Linked DNA regions of Zea mays: regions 1, 2, 4 and 5 are each linked to region 3. The links are chromatin contacts, called in public Hi-C maps. All regions are on one chromosome and are shown on one strand. The core of a region is the stretch at or near the end of the contact, and the rest is flanking DNA. Distances in the headings are between cores, read along the strand shown. Region 1 holds the start of LOC100384404. Region 2 holds the start of LOC100281793. Region 3 holds the start of LOC103627755 (TPR repeat-containing thioredoxin TTL4). Region 4 has its middle 8.9 kb from the start of LOC100191418. Region 5 holds the start of LOC100274100.

The links. A called contact is a pair of places that touch in the nucleus more often than the background predicts.
Region 1: a contact with region 3 is called in a Hi-C map of ear, with 2.2 times the contacts expected there. The contact joins the promoter of LOC100384404 here to the promoter of LOC103627755 in region 3. A contact is called at or near these places in 5 of 25 Hi-C or Micro-C datasets (bundle sheath, ear, root tip and 1 more).
Region 2: a contact with region 3 is called in a Hi-C map of bundle sheath, with 2.1 times the contacts expected there. The contact joins the promoter of LOC100281793 here to the promoter of LOC103627755 in region 3. A contact is called at or near these places in 4 of 25 Hi-C or Micro-C datasets (bundle sheath, ear and root tip).
Region 4: a Hi-C map of bundle sheath shows a contact between it and region 3, with 1.4 times the contacts expected there. The contact joins the enhancer-like site here to the promoter of LOC103627755 in region 3. A contact is called at or near these places in 4 of 25 Hi-C or Micro-C datasets (bundle sheath, endosperm and leaf).
Region 5: a contact with region 3 is called in a Hi-C map of ear, with 4 times the contacts expected there. The contact joins the promoter of LOC100274100 here to the promoter of LOC103627755 in region 3. A contact is called at or near these places in 4 of 25 Hi-C or Micro-C datasets (ear, endosperm, leaf and 1 more).

Annotation. Positions count from the first base shown.
Region 1 is chr5:216,685,165-216,688,617 of Zm-B73-REFERENCE-NAM-5.0, reverse strand. It overlaps LOC100384404, which reads left to right and starts at 1,536. Exons shown (of 3, transcript NM_001176946.1): 1 at 1,536-1,655; 2 at 1,772-1,901; 3 at 2,117-3,078. The coding sequence starts at 1,598. The coding sequence ends at 2,822.
Region 2 is chr5:216,701,995-216,705,406 of Zm-B73-REFERENCE-NAM-5.0, reverse strand. LOC100281793 reads right to left here and starts at 1,536. Exons shown (of 13, transcript NM_001366179.1): 1 at 1,161-1,536; 2 at 923-1,075; 3 at 334-458. The coding sequence starts at 1,432.
Region 3 is chr5:216,549,168-216,552,139 of Zm-B73-REFERENCE-NAM-5.0, reverse strand. It overlaps LOC103627755 (TPR repeat-containing thioredoxin TTL4), which reads left to right and starts at 1,543. Exons shown (of 6, transcript XM_035959318.1): 1 at 1,543-2,771. The coding sequence starts at 1,790.
Region 4 is chr5:216,408,888-216,411,883 of Zm-B73-REFERENCE-NAM-5.0, reverse strand. No RefSeq gene overlaps it. Among protein-coding and RNA genes, the nearest start is that of LOC100191418, 8.9 kb to the right of the region's middle. Within about 2 kb of position 1,668, at least 20 of the 20 cell types and tissues checked have an H3K27ac peak or open chromatin away from gene starts, as enhancers often do. A contact at or near this core is called in bundle sheath, endosperm and leaf, where this site is marked.
Region 5 is chr5:216,390,188-216,393,319 of Zm-B73-REFERENCE-NAM-5.0, reverse strand. It overlaps LOC100274100, which reads right to left and starts at 1,468. Exons shown (of 10, transcript NM_001148479.1): 1 at 1,301-1,468; 2 at 1,146-1,224; 3 at 974-1,045; 4 at 806-893; 5 at 633-737; 6 at 1-513. The coding sequence starts at 1,384.

The sequences.
Region 1 (3,453 bases), core at 287-2,786, 140 kb before region 3:
TATATTATACTAGGTGATACTCCCTCCGTCTCTTTTTATTTGTCGCTGGATAGTGTAATTTTGCACTATCCAGCGACAAATAAAAAGAAACGGAGGGAGTATATATTTACTCCCTCAGGATGCTGCGAGATATTAGATTCATTCGTACCAAGTATCAGTTGCACAAACAGGCAAAAAAAATCAACAGGCGACCACACAAGGATCATTATCCCTGAACCAAAAAAGCCTGATGTCGGGTTTGACTTTTGTTCTCCCATGCAAACTTAATTGTGTGCTCACACTCGTATCGTCTGCACTCTGCACTGCACCCATCAATTCTTTCATCTGAACATGGTTCCAATCTTCTAGAACGATGTTCAGATGCTCCGATATCCGGTCCAGTCCCTACTAATGATAATTGAACTGCTAGCTAACCACGAAATGCCGCGATCAGAGAATAGTATTCCACCTAATCGAGGCATTTACTTTTGGGGGTTCAGGAACAAGACACTGAGGTCAAATTTCTGCACACGCAATTCCAGCTGTGACAGACTCTTTCAATTCATCTTGGTATGTACTTCCAAAATGTTTTTCTTGGGTTATTATCTGCTGGGCGAGATACATTGTATGCATGCATGCATAGGTGGCTTATACTATATTACATGAGACTACTTGTATGGTGTCATCCAGGAATATACATGTTGGCATGCTTGGCAGATGATACTGTACTTTAGGTGTGCTACCAAGTACCAAGCTGATCCAAAAAACAACAACATGCAATGGCTAGTTTTCAAAACGAGAACCATCTAATACTTGGACAGTCTAAGACTCTCATTTATATGCGCAAAGAGTTGTTTGAATAGACACATTTTTATATGGAATATATAGTAATAGAGCGCTTCCAGAACCTGTGTGCTCGCTCATTTTGTTTGGACTTTGGAGATGGAGCAACAGCCTACAGCCCCACCAGCAAAACGTCTGTCAGCAGACTCAGATATATCTCTAATTAAGACATGCTGAGCTGAACTATTTAATAGCAATACTATGAGTAAACACATCACACACAAATGATGAAAACAACATATATACTACTAATATAATGCTAAAAGAAAATAGAGGTGACCATATCTCAACGTGCAGTGGCTCTGAGTTGCTTGGCCAAGTAGCACTGTGCCTAGCAGCCTAGCAAAGCACATCCAAGACAACTAGACAAGTCAACAATAAAGGACCAGGGGACCCCTATATACTTTAGCGTGGGGGGCAGTGGACACTACTAAGACCCCTGCCCCCTTTTATGACGGACGTGAACGCCGGCACACTGAAATGATCAAGGGGCATATTAGTCATTTACACTCGTATAAACTATGTATAACCTGGGTTCAGGAAACAGGGATTTCCAAGTCTTTATATAGCGGAAGCTGTGTTCTGGTGACCAGCCACCCAAGGGACAGGAAGCTCCAAGGGCCAAGGGAGGCTGCAGGCAGGTTGTCTCCCTCCTTCCCACCTGCACCACCCCTACCCCTGCCCCCCATCTCATCCATCAATGGGAAGGTCACCTTGCTGCGATGAGAATGGCCTCAAGAAGGGCCCCTGGACCCCTGAAGAAGACCAGAAGCTCATGGAGTACATCCAGAAGAACGGCCATGGGAGCTGGAGGGCGCTGCCTAGGCTTGCCGGTACGTGACTGCCGGGAACAAACCTCTCCATTTCTCTCGGTCTCGGTGTGACGATGTAAAAGAGGTCGATCGCTTCCATGCGAAAATGTAGCTCATCGATCTAGTTGTTATTGCAGGGCTCAACAGGTGTGGCAAGAGCTGCAGGCTGAGATGGACCAACTACTTGAGGCCAGACATCAAGAGAGGGAAGTTCACCCAGGAGGAAGAACAGACCATCCTCCAGCTTCACTCCGTCCTTGGCAACAAGTACTGCTGCACTACACCCCTCTTACAGATGCCTGCCTGCCACCCACCATCCACTAGCTAGCTTCTTAGTAAAATCTCATGCATGCATGCCTGGCATCAAGCCATCAACTAACTAGCTAGTTTGTTTCACTCTAACTTCAATAACTCGTATTTTTGACTTGTACGTAGTGCATGCTATGCTAATCCAGTGTCAACTGTTGTCATGGTCAAACCAGATGGTCAGCTATCGCAAAGCACCTCCCTGGGCGGACTGATAACGAGATCAAGAATTTCTGGAACACGCACCTGAAGAAGAAGCTCATCCAGATGGGCTTCGACCCGATGACGCACCGGCCGAGAACCGACTTCTTTGCTGCTCTGCCTCAACTCATTGCTCTTGCGAACCTCCGCCAGCTTGTGGAGCAGCGGCCGTGGGATGACCACGCTGCCAGGATACAGGTTGAGGCGGTCCAGGCTGCGAAGCTCCAGTGCCTCCAGAACCTGCTCCAGTCTGCAGCATCCATCACCACCACTCCCAGCTCCAGCAGCATGAACACCATCCCCAGTGACCTTGGCCTCCTGAGTCCTCCACAGATGTCTTCCTTGTCTACGTTGCCTTCTCCAAGTTTCCTGGAGAGTATCAGTGGCCAAGACATGGTAGCTGGTCAACTGTCTGACATCCAGATCCCTAGCTCTTTCTTTGAACAGCCCACCAGCAACGAGGCCAACCAGCAGTCAGACTTCACTCCAAAGAGTAGCGTCGAGGGGGAGAATGGAACCCCTAAAATGCTGCTGTCAGAAAATTCCCTTCCGCCGCTCGCCGACTTCCCCATTTCCAACCTGGGTGATGCTTGCGGTGCCTCAAGCTGTGACGGTAGCAGCATTCAGTTCCCAAGTTGGCCCGAGTTGTTTGATGAACAGTTCATGTGCGAGTTTGTATGAATTCTGGCCTGGAGTGAGTGTGTTTGTGTTACTCTATAGTTTGGTTTTTTTTTTCAGTTCTAGTTTTCTTCCCTTCTTACATCTGTTTTTTGTGCCATATTCTGGTGTGGGTCTCAGTTCAGAGGTGTAGTTTCCGCATGCTGTTTTTTTTCCTTTTTTGAGTGAAAATGTGTGGCTCCTATGCATACACTATATACCAAACACTTGTAAATATACGACACTATAAATTTTGAAGGTTTGGATCCTCCATACTTTTTTTTTGCAAGACCCTAGTTGTCCCCTGGAACCCCACTAAAGTTTTCAATAAATCCTAAACAATATATAATGTCAATGTGGTGTTATGTCATATGATTGTTAGCATCAAATGGTATATAAATGCATGTGTATGGTGATCGTCTAAATAAACACACATTAGTTGAAGAGTTGTGCACGCACATATTTTAGAAGTTAGGACAAAGGAATTTAGATGACACAAAACTCAGAAATCATACTCACTCCGTTCTTTTTTATTTGTCGTAGTTTAGTTCAAAAATGAACATGTAGTATTCCAGAACTACAACAGGCTCAAGTTAAGACTTTTGCCATTTACCATCAAACAACAGACTAAGTAGGTATTTGAATGCACTAGAAC
Region 2 (3,412 bases), core at 287-2,786, 150 kb before region 3:
CTTTAAATGGCTATATAATGTCCCACAAACAGATAACTGTTAGTCATCTACAAATCCTAGCGCGAGACTAAACATTTCATTTCACTTCATTCCCAAAAAGAAACATATTGTATGAACATTCAGAAATAAAATTGCAAAAGTGAAATACTAAACCTAACTGTGTAGAAGAAACACCTGTATAGTAATATTAGGAAAGGTAAAGTAAAACAAGACACTATTACACGCAGACAGCATCATCTTCATGATGCAGCAGAAACATAATAAAAAATGTTCCATTTACATGGACAAGCGGGGGTTTATAATCAGTAGATGGTAGAAATCTTTCTGAAATACCAATTGCAAAGTCAATAAGTTGTGCAGCAACTGCCACAGCAGAGCCACTGCATGATCCACCAGGGACGAGTGAAGAAGAAACAGGGTTGGCTGGTGTTCCATGGTGCAAATTTTCTCCAGTGACACTGAAAACATGGTAAATGAATTTATGATAAGCATGTAAATAGTAAAGGGGGGGTTTTGCCAACAAAAATATTATTTTATTATTGATGCTTGCGCAAATAACCACGTTTTGTTAAGATTTAAGGTCTGGTCATATTAGAATATGTAGAACTTAGAAGGAAAACACAATTACTCCAGAAGGCACTTTTTGGACACGCCATTTCAATGTGAAAATCGTATTGTTGTAATATTTTCCATGTCCAAGCAATGTAGATCATATGATTGCATGAAAAAACTGGATTGCAGAGATATATTTCGTGTTTACAGTGACCATTTTGACCTTTCCTATTATGCCTACTTATATGCATCATTAAGCTAACATCCTGGAGCTGTATAAAATCAAGTGACTATTGATGATGCCAATAATTCACATAAGTACCATGTCAATTTTCAAAAGAATCAATTTGAAACAACAAAAGAAACAAACCCAAAGCCTAGTTCATCCATGATTGTCCTTCCAACGCAGGTGGCCCCCTGTTTCCGCAGCATTGTGACAGCCACAGCAGTGTGCCTCGCCGTCTCATGAGTTTTCTTCCAGTCTGGGTTCCCAAACCCGGCTACGTAGCCCTCGATCTCGAAGCTGAAACGCGACAAATACATGGATGGCAACTCAATATCGCACAGGACAGACAGACAGACAAGAGCAGGAAGCTTCCAGGACTCACTTGTCACTAGCGGCGAAGGTCAGACCCGAGAGAATGTGGCGAGCCGCGGGAGGAGGCGGCTGCGCCGGAGGGTGAAGCTCAAAGCGGTCGCAGAAGGATCCAGCGTCGGGTGCCGTGCCGGACATGCCCCGCAGCCACCGGCGGCGGCGGCGCGCGACCTCCGCGAGGACGAGGACGCCCGCGACGGCGATGCTCGCGACAATCCAGACGCGGGGATTGGAAGCAACCGTCCCGCCGCCTCCGGCGCCGCCCGATTGCGACGAGGAGGCCATGGGGGAGCGCGGAGGCGTACGGAAGCTAGGGTTTAAGGAGGGGGTTTTGGAGGAGAGCCTCGGGAGTCAGGATCAGGACTCAGACAGAACTGCAGTTCCGCTTCAACTTTTGGTTCTCTGGATTTTTGCGCGTTTCTTGCGGGAGGTGCTTCTTTTCTGTGGGGGCCCAGTGTCAGTGACTTGGAGGAATGTTTTTCTGGGCGACGGAGGCAGTATTTTGACTTGTTTCACAAGTCGAGGGAGACGGTCAAACGAGCGGTTTGTTCCGGTGGACTTTTCTTGGGCCGAGTTGGATTTCCTGGCCCAGCAATATAGGAACGAGTGATGGGGGCGATTTCGCTACACCCCGACCGACGTTGGCAAAACAAACTAGTACTCATGTACATTACCACACACGCTTGGCTGAAATATCTCTTCTTGTGGTCCTGCAGATGTGAAGGAAAGTTGATGTGAAAAAAGATACCTTTTCGCAATGTTCTTCAAACTACGTTGTGAAGGTAGCGCATGTGCCGCAAGGTCATACACAACAAGCCGATCGAATTCCCCCCACCAGCAGGTTTGGATAAAATCAATCGTGGATGTGGCTACACCAAAGGACGCAACGCAAATAGAGGTGCAGTCGCAGAAGAGGCCGACATGGATCTTAAAATTCAGAAGCTGATCGAACAGCTCGCTGACTGTGACCAGCTCCTTCACAGCGCAAATAACAGAAACTAGTCGGAGATAATTGTCACCGTGGCATGTGAAAATGTACTCTACCGAATTTTCAGTTTTTTTAGAGGCCGAACAAATAGATTCTATTTTTTAGTATTTGTTAGAGCCAACCGTACATTGAAGTTTCTTCCTCTTGTTTTCGAGGCAAATGCGCCTTGGATCTTTGTCCAGGCTTCGGCTGCGGTTTTGAAGGAGTAAACTTGAATCAACATGTCTTTTGATAGCGACGAACGGAGATATGGCTCGCCACTCGTTGATCTCTGCCTTTGCAATCTTCATACTACAGAAAGTCCAGATTATCTACATTGAACCCTTTTCTATCAGCGCCCTTTCTGGGTGATTTTGGTTAGTGGCGCCTTGGTGACACATGTAAAGAAAGCTGAGCAGCTTTGTTCTGTGAATAGCGCGGGTCCTAACCTGCGCATGCCAAAGCGTATAGTTGGGCTTTGTTAGCTTCTTGATGATTGATAGACTACGGACAGGATTCACGGAGGCAGATGGTGATGAACTCGTTATGGCTCTGATTATCATGTAAAAGTACATAGATGGCTGGAAGAATCGTTGATAGCTTAGCTTAGTCTTTGATCTATGTAGGTTGCATGTTGATCCGTTGGACGAGCGAGGAATAACCCCTTATTACCATAGCATACATATATTAATTGATCTTATGACTGAATCATGTATCCGATTAACTCCTCGATCGTATTAGGCACAGAGTAACAAACGCCTATGACTCTATGAGCATCTACTGCATCACGCGTCCAAGAAGCTGGCACGTTGCATTGCATCTCCTTTAGAACAGCCATCTCTTCTGCAATTCCACTTGGAAAAGAAATCCCGCCTTCCACCAACTCGTTATCGTGTCCCATTGTCGTCATTTACATAACCCATTTTTTTTTAAAAAAAAAGCTAAAGCAAGTTGGCATTCAAGTATTCGACGATTTGCAAGCACAGGGTGCCGGCGGGCTCGTGGCAGTGATAGACAAGGCTTATTACGCTTGTCAGCTGACACACCTCATGATTGCAAGTCAGATTCCTAATAATGTCAGCACTGATACTCTGACGGATTAACCATCCTTGACATTGTTAATTAAAGGCGCCCTCGCGAGTCAGCCTGTCGCCTTTTCAAATTGTCGGGCTTTGGCGCTAGTCTTCCGTGAAATCATGACCAGGTTTGCGACACACGTTTTCTGTTCTCATTTCCAGGTACAGCGAACTCGTTTCTACAAACGACGAGCGTTACGTACCCTGCAGTCGTCCTGCTTG
Region 3 (2,972 bases), core at 294-2,793:
TTGTCGGCCGCAGGCCCCGGCGTGAATACTAATGTCAAGTGTCCTACAAATTACTCCTATTCATTTCCTTGACCCTCTTATGAATTTAACTTTTTAGTATTTTTATTTCCTTTTATAAATTCATAGTTGCTTTTTTCACCCTAAACCAATATAACCCTGCTCATGTCTGTTGCACAGCTTCTACCTTAGGATGTCTTAAGTGGATCGTGGAAAATGAAGGATTTGCACTATAGATAATACTGTTTACAAAGTGAAGTTTAAAATAGTGGATGAGATAGGGTAGGGGATATGGGAGCGGTCGGGAAGCCACTGGCCAGTCTCGTCACTGTACAAAACATCCATTGCTACTCAAACCTTGTTAACCATACTATGCAATCACAATTGTAATGACGTCGAGTTGACCTAGTTATGCTGCCATTACCAGTCCACCCCAATATCACAATTGTAACCATACTTTTTTTTTGGATTGATTACATGCGTGTCATCCATCACTCTATAATTAGCAGAATTTAGACGTGCGTTGTTGCGGGCCTGAATCGGAAAACTAAAGCAGGCAAAGGGGTTGACGAGAGACGAGAGCGCACAGCTGCGTGGCACCGTGTTTGTCGCCGAGTCGCGACCAATAAAAATGACGGGGAGACCGGCCGGCAGACGACGCTGTGCCAACTCGGGGTCGGGCCTGAGGCGGAGGATGACGCACGTGTTTTGCACGTTCAGCACCACCAACACGTTTTCGGGAGTTGCCGGTCGGGTTGGTTGGTACATGAACAGTGGAGAATAATGGAGGGGTACTCCACCAGAACTGCATGCCCTACAGCGAGTCGGGGCCAGTAAACCTTCCGCTTCCAGCCGCCGGGGATTTCAGCAGCACGCGCGCGTCAATGGAATCATACGTGCAAGCAAAGCTGGGGGTTCCAGGCAGGCGGCAGCCATGCATCCAGCAGGAAAACATCACATTACGCTGATGAGCTGGGGTGATAGCGAGCAAATCCTAATGAGGGGCCGGCCTAATGGGTAGTAACGAGTACACGGGAATACAGTAGCCCGCTACAGTGTCAGTCACCAGCTGTTTTTCAAAATATTACTTTACGATTTGATCGTGGGAATGACTGATGAGCCGGCCTGATTAATAGGGAAGAATGTGGTTGCCCGGCTACACTTTATTTTTTTTTAAAAAGAAATAAAGAAAAGGGAGTGACCCTAATTGATTCGCCATAGCCCATAGACTCGCAACAAGGAAACTTAAACGAGAGATAGACAGAAAAAAAAAAACACAAAATCTTCTGAACATCCGTTTATTCCTTTGGGGCCTCCATAGCCGCCTAGAGCAGGTGTGGCTCATGAACACGCCTCATCCTTGGTCAAATGGTGCATGCTCATTGCTCACACGTACGTACTCTAGCCCTCTTATTATTATTCTCTGTATGTGCTTAGTTTGCTTTTGCGCAGCTTTGTCTAGCTAGTGCTTTGTTTTTGCTACAAACCAACTCCCATGTTGAGTGGGCGTCTCCATTTAAACACAAAACACGTACAACGTTGTAAACACAGTCCAAACTAATAAACCAGATGCCACCATAACTACCAAAATCTGGACGTTTGACCTAACCAAGCCATTCACACCGTGAGTGCGTTAACGAACGCGTGATCGTCCTTCTGTCAATGACTATATACACATCTCCCGAACAAAAAAGATGGATGCAGTCATGCATAGCCAAAAAAAAAAACTGAAAATAATAGGAGAAGAAACTGAGAACTTTAAAAATCCCCGTGCTCCCCACATTCCCACCCCATGTCCGGAGCCCGTCGTCGTTGCGTTGCCTCGTTGGTTGTCAACCAGGACCAAACGCCCAGCACACCACCTGGCTGCCTCTCCATCTTTGGCACTGCCCCCCACATCGTCCCCTGCCTTCCCCCCGCCCCCACGCAGCACTCCGCGGGCCGGGGCCGCGCGGCCGCGAACGTCGCCACGGTCATGGTCGCCATGACGGAGCCGCGCGACCCGCCGACCGGCTGCGCCCTGTTCGGCATCTACAACGGCATGTTCCGCCGCCGCCGCTCCGCGTCCATGACCTCCCTCCACAGGATCAACGGGGCCGAGGCCGAGGCCGAGGCCGCGGCGCCGCCGAACCAGAAGCCCGCCGCGCACCGCGACTCCTCCCTCGCGCGCCGCCCCAGCGCCATGCCCGTGCCGGCGGCGGCGCAGAACGGCAGGAGCAGGCCGGCCGCCAAGGCAGCGCCCGCCGCGGAGCCGGCGGCGGAGTACAGCGGCATGGCCGCGGAGCTGGACAGGATGATCCTCGACCACCAGAGGGTCAAGGGCACCGCGCAGCTGGTGCGCGCCACCTCGGGCAACATGATGCTGCACCGCAACCTCGGCAACCTGAACGCGGGCGGCAGGGCGGCGAACGAGCGGAAGGCGCCCCACGGGTACGCGTCCTCCGGCATGGGGAACATCGTCAGGGAGCCCCGGCCGGCACCTGCAGCGGGGGGCCAGCTGTGCCGGGCGCTGTCGCACCGCACGGACCCCGAGAAGCTCAAGGAGATGGGCAACGAGGAGTACCGCCAGGGGCACTACGCGGAGGCGGTGGCGCTCTACGACCAGGCCATCATCATGGACGCCAGCCGCCCGGCGTACTGGAGCAACAAGGCGGCCGCGCTCGCCGCGCTCGGACGCCTCATCGAGGCCGTCGCCGACTGCAAGGAGGCCGTCCGGATCGATCCTTCGTACGATCGCGCGCACCACCGGCTTGCCGGCTTGTACCTCAGGTACCGCGTACATCTCGCCGATTTTCAGATCAGAGAGAGGCACAGTCTACAGATTTCTGCCATCCATTGCCTTGCCCCTCCGTCGTGTCACTGCTCGTCCAATTCTGCTTCAACTCTTCGTCACCAGTTGTGCGGTGACACTGCATGCATGGTGCCTGTTTTTTACCTGTTCATTATACATATACGCCAGTTGCAGTTATCGATAT
Region 4 (2,996 bases), core at 419-2,918, 140 kb after region 3:
ATAGAGGGGTTACAAACAATTGAGAGTGGGAGTTCACAAGTCTCTGATGAGTGAGTGCTCGTACGATTACAAGTGCTCTATGTAGGACTTGTGCTGGTCGTGAGTGTGTATTATTTCTTCCATCCTTAACCATGGCCATTCCCTTTCTTTTATAGGCTAAGGCGAGAGAAGGACCCGTTGCATTGCACGGGTCATTGAATCGGGCAAAGCGAGTAGAGATCGGGTGTTGTCGCGTAGCTTGGCACATCCTTACTCCATTAGGGTACTATAGCCACGCTAGTAGTACGTCGGGTGTTACCGCGGATGACAGGTCTAGTGACTAGGATGATTGTTGGCTTGAGTCTAATTATTTTAATTAGAATTATTTTATTTTTTTATTTGAGGTGGTCTCTTCTTTAATATTAGAAGAAAAAAAAACTAATTGAGGCGGAGTGTTTGCTCACAGAACTAAGGGCTAGTTTGTAGTATCCATTATTCTTCATGGCCATTGGAGATGATTGAGTAGGAAATTAGTTTGCTATCCCCTCCAATCTACATCCAATCTACATGGAGACCAAACTAGCGCTAAGAATTTGCAATGACTATAAATGAACCAGTGGAATACGATGCATATATAAAAACCATCGTTTGCTGATGTTGTCGTAGACAAATTTCTCATTATACAAGTAGCATGAACAGACAACAGAAGCTAACGGTAGCCGCTATCAAGCTCACTATCCAAAGATATCCATCGTCCCTTGGTTTATAATCTAGGCGCGGTGCTGATCTAAGACTCTCGAATAGGATAGGCACTCCATCATCGTCTCATGGGTCCCACAGCCAGGTTAACCTCGATCAGACGACGCCCCCCCAGTCGTTAGATATGGTTGTTAATTCCGGATGAGCTGTGCAGTTTAGAAATGGGTGGTCGCCGGAGCTCCCAGCCTGGCATATGATGGTGGCATCAGCTGGTATTCAAATCCTTTGAGAGGCCAGCGAAACACTGGCGGCAGCCTCTGCTACAAGAACAAGAGTGCATCAAGCAGCTGGATGGGTGGGCGGCAGGTGTGTGTGGATTCCAGTCCTCCTTCCTTTCTCCTGCACGCGCCGCAGCGCCCGACGACCTCGTATCGGCAGACATGCCAAGCATATCTCAACAGGGTTCTAGCTTTTCACACACGCACGCACAAGTTCTGTCGGCCATCGTTCGCTCGCTTTTTTATTACACAGACACGACGTTGCGCGTGCGTGTTAATCTTGTGCTCTCTTTGACCATGTAATCGGGTGAAGAGGAGTGGTAGTTTAGCCATTGCGAGTCGAAAAGCGCAGGCAGCAGCAACTCCCGTCCCGTGTACTCCAAGGGAGCGATCCGCACAGGCACAGACCACTCACGCGCTCGATGCCGAATGATGTGGACGCTGCTGCCCGTGATCGCCGACGCAATCAAATAAAGCAGCTTTTCTTCTGTTCAACCTGATGTGAGCAGCTAGCAAAACCACGCACTTCCTCCCGGACGCTAATCTGGTAGTACACTCCTGTCTGTCTCATCGTTGTCGCCGAGCTGAGGCCGTCTCCGAAATGGAGCGAGCGATTCCACGCGTGAGATTCCGATCAGGCACTCGCCTGAGCCTGACACATCCGGCACCGGCAGGGCATGCGGCAGCTGTGCTGACTACTGTGTCGCTACTCGCCAGCCATCCGAGCGCAGCGCACCTACCTCATCTTTGACTGGGTGCCTCCCGTGACCGGGCGGGAAGTCCTGGAACGCGGCTTCTGCGCCATGGCCGTCCGTCCGTCCGTCCTCCAGAGCATAAAGAGCGCGCCACTATGGCCACCGACCTCATCCGTCGCACACCACACCAAACCACACCACAACCGCGCGTGTGTGGTGTGGCCATGCACTCCTGTCTGCCTGCCGTTCGAATCTCGTTCCAGGGACCAGAACCCCTCCCCGGCGTCGTGCTCGTGCTCGTGCCGCTCTAGGAGGCTTCACTTCACTGGGAGATGAGAACAGTGCCGGACCGCCGGGCACCAACCAATCGAATCCTGAGGAGATACATCCGCGGCGTGCGCACATGTGCGCCTGCTCGCCCGCCCACCCACCCACTGTGCGCGCTCGTGTCTCTCGCTGCGGCCTTCAGCAGGTTCAGGAGGAGGAGACCCGAGACCAGAACGCGTCGTGCACTTCTCAGGATCACATTGTTTATTTACTACAGCACCACGTGTCCACGTCCAAAGAACCGCAGCAGCTGCTTGCTCGCCATTTAGGTGTGCTCACCGGTGGCGCCCGCTTGGCCTCGCGGTTTGCGACGGCGTTAAGCAAGCTGCTGCATCGAGTTGTGGCTGCGAGACGGCGAAGCTTTACAGATCAATCATGCATCGGCTTCTCCAATATATCGGGCGCTAGGTTACATTACATTACAGCTTGCATCGTGGGTTTGCGTCCGATACATGTCAGCTTTGCGTCGGATTAGCGACACCGCAAACTGCCCACTGCACACTGTCCGACAAGCTAATTTAGGCCTTGTTCGTTTCTACCGGATTGGTGGGTCGGAACGATTCCAAACCGGATTGCTTCCCTAATTTATATAAACTTTGATTAGGTGGAACGATTCCGGATGCAATCCGACACAAACGAACAAGGCCTTAGTAATTTTTCGTCTTTCGCGCAGCTGGAAACCACCTAGGGCGCACGCGGTTTCTGTCGGTTTAACAACAGTAACTGCACACTGACGTTTAGTAGTACAAATTAGAGCTGCCTTGTGTCTAGTGATTTCAGACTCGAGCTTGCTGTTGCTAGCGATTCCCCAGGCTGAGGATCTCAAGAAAGAAAGGACATGTTTTTCCTCAAGGAATTGGATGGGTGCATATCAGATCAGATGATACTGCTGCATGCATCTGAGCGTGGCAAATGAAATAAAAGGGCGAGCGCTGCACTCTGGAGGCTTTGGAGGTTCATCCGAATTCCGAAGCTGCCTATGCAACTTATACGCCAAAGCATCTCAGAAAGAGAGAGA
Region 5 (3,132 bases), core at 219-2,718, 160 kb after region 3:
ACGAGGCAGTAGTTCATGCCGCCGCCGCCCCTCTGGTCGCCGCCTTCGATGGAGGCCAGCGCGTCGTCGTCGGCGCCGGCGCCGCGGCCCGGCGAGGCGGCGGCGGCCTCGACGCGGCAGAGGAACTCGCGCATCTCACGTGCCCGGAGCTGCATGGTGGACGGGTCGGACATGCAGGTGCACGTCTTCACCAGCGCGTTGTCGACGCGGTAGCACTTGCTGACCATCTTGAGCGGCGGCGGCGGCTTCTGCGCGCAGAGCATGCCGCCGCTGGAGGTCTTGGGGATGGCGGCGGCGTTGCTGGGGTCGCGGGCGGCACCTTGCGGCCGGCTCCGGTAGTGGGAGGAGGAGGTGGACGGCGGCGGCGAGAGCTCGTCGCCGGAGGACTGGCCGTCCTGGTGGGGCGGCGGCCTGTTCAGGGCCTGGTAGATGAGGTCCATCCACTTGCCCGCCGGCTCGTTGTCCTCCACGACCAGCACGTTGCCCGCGTTCAGAGGCACGATCTCCTGAAACCTTTGCGAACGACGCCCAAGCAAATGCATTAGTATATGCTGCTGATCATGGTTCTACGGGAAACGTAACGATGCACTGATGCATAAAAAGTTGGCGGAACTGGGAATAATAATCTGTACCCCAAGACATATATATCGGGCAAGCCTTCGATCTGCAGAAACTCTTGGAGGTTAACGCTGCTGTCAGGAGGCTTCCCTCCCACGTTCCATGTGCCTACAAACACCCTGCAAGATCGTCACACACCGTCCGATCGACTCGGAAACGATCTGCTGCTTCCTGAAGTTGCTGTTACCGGTACTCCCGGGTATCGACATTGGGTCTCCTGGGAGAATCCAGGCAGCTCAGCGTCAGGTTCTCGATCCGCGTCGTGCAGTGCCGATCTGAAACACAGAGCCCAACGAGTCATATCACATCATGCGCGCACGTTCTCAGATCGATCCAACAGCCAACGTGGCGCTACCTGAGAAGCTCTTGCGGACAGCGGCGGACGTCTCCAAGAGGTCCATCCTGTCGCCGCTTCTGCCTTCCAAATCTGCAGAGGAGAACGTCAGCAATGCAACCGCCGGCCGACGAGCTGGAACGACCTGCCCGCGAGGATCCGCCGGCACGCACGCACGCACGCACTCACTCACCGAAGACGATGTCCCGCCGCGAGAGCAGCTTCTTGTCCGCGCCCCTCCCTTTCTTGCGGAAGAGGCCCGACATGAAGGACTGGCCGGAGAGCAAACGAACCTCAGCTCAGCTCATCAGCCACACGCATGCAGCTAGAGCTAGGGAAACTACATACCTTCTTCTTCTTGCCATTCTTGGCGAGGAACTCGTCGACGGAGGCCGGCTTGGGGATGTCACAGGGCGCGTTGTGATTTGACATCCAGCTGACGGTAAAAGACGCGGCAGGACCCTCATCCGGAGGCCGTCGTGCTCGTAGGGGCGGGGGCGGGGCGGTTGTTTTCTTTTCCCCCGGCAAAGCCAGAGCGAAACGTGGAGTGGTGGGGGTAAATGCGGGGGGTTGTCAAAACGAGTGGCGCCGAGGGATTTGTGTTGTTCCGCCTTCAAATGGAAATGCCTTTGCTTGCCTCCAATTCAGGGGTGCTTGCTTTGCTCACGTTGCTGCTAGGGTACCTTGCTCTGCCACTGTCGGCCTGCGTTCAGTGATATTAGCAGCAACGTCAGTAGTGATAAGCATGATTCGTCGTGTCTGTTCTAGCATAAATTGCATCGAGTGATGGAAGAAGATGTTGGTATGATCTTATTCAGACTTGGTCGTGTTGTTACGATCTCTCTGTTTACACCATGTAAAATAAAGACAAGCACGTGAACTAACATTCATCTTACCTCTCCACCCACCCAAACCTAATAAGACCTGATTTCTCCCAATATTGAACATGTACATCATACATCTATGTTCCATTTGTTCTAGTGGCTAAGATTACGAGGTTAAGATACTAAAAATCTAACAGAGGACAGATGTTGTTAGTTGGTATTATATAGGACTGGGCATAAAACCCGAGCCCGAAGCCCGTTACCCAAATTACCCGAACCCGTACCCGTTTAGCCCGAGACCCGTTACCCGAACAGCTCCAACGGGTAACAAAACTAAATACCCGAAGTAAGTTTGGGCCTAATCGGGTATTCATCCGCGGTACCCGAACTACCCATTCTACCCGAAATTAGACAGACTCCCAGTCTCCCACACGCTTCCCAGGCGGCTGGCGGCGTTCTCGAGTCCCAGACGGCGGGCTAATCCTCCCTCCCAGGCCCCCATTCCCAGGCAGCTGCACCGCCGGTCCGCCAGTCTTCCCAGTCACGCGCACCGCGGGCCCGCGACACCGCGCAGCGCGCAGTCGCGCACACGCGCAGCGGCGAGCGGCGTCCTCACACAGCGGCGTAGCCTCCCAGGCGGCCGACCAGTCCTCCTCGCAGGCGGCTAGCGCACGCGCAGGCAGCGGCACCGCGCATGGTCCTAGTCCCAGGCGGCCAGCACACGCAGTCTCCCAACTCCCAGGTAAATGAAAAGAGCAAAGGTTAGGCTTATTTGTTCGCATGGACACATGCACTGACTTCAGATTATTCAAAAGCCTCGCTAATTTGGTATGGATCGTCATCAGGTTTGTCACTGACTAGCTTTTACTTCTCTTCTAGATACAGACAGAGCAGTACTTCTTTGCAATGCAGTGGTCTCAATAGCTATCCAAAAAATGACAACTAAACAAAATATTGCGGGTACCCGAATTTTACCCAAACCCAAACCCGAAATTGCGGGTACCCGAAATTGCGGGTACCCGAAAGTTCGGGTACGAGTACGGGTTCGACTGTTGGAAACCCGAAATATAAAAAACCCAAAAAACCCGACCCGAAATTTCGGGTAAACCCGAACGCCCAGTCCTAGTATTATATATGTCCAGCCGTGGCACAGACCCGGCAAGTGGCGGACGCATGACGAGAATTCATGGTGGGGATAGGGGGGGGGGGCAAAAAGATCACATGGGAGTCAGGGTTTAATGGTTCACCAAGCTCGCCAACCGCCGGAAACGAGTCACATCGTTGCGTCGAGTGAGATGTAGCGTGGAGCGGTGGTGTAATACTCAAATTACAAGTGAATAAAGGTGTTAGAATATT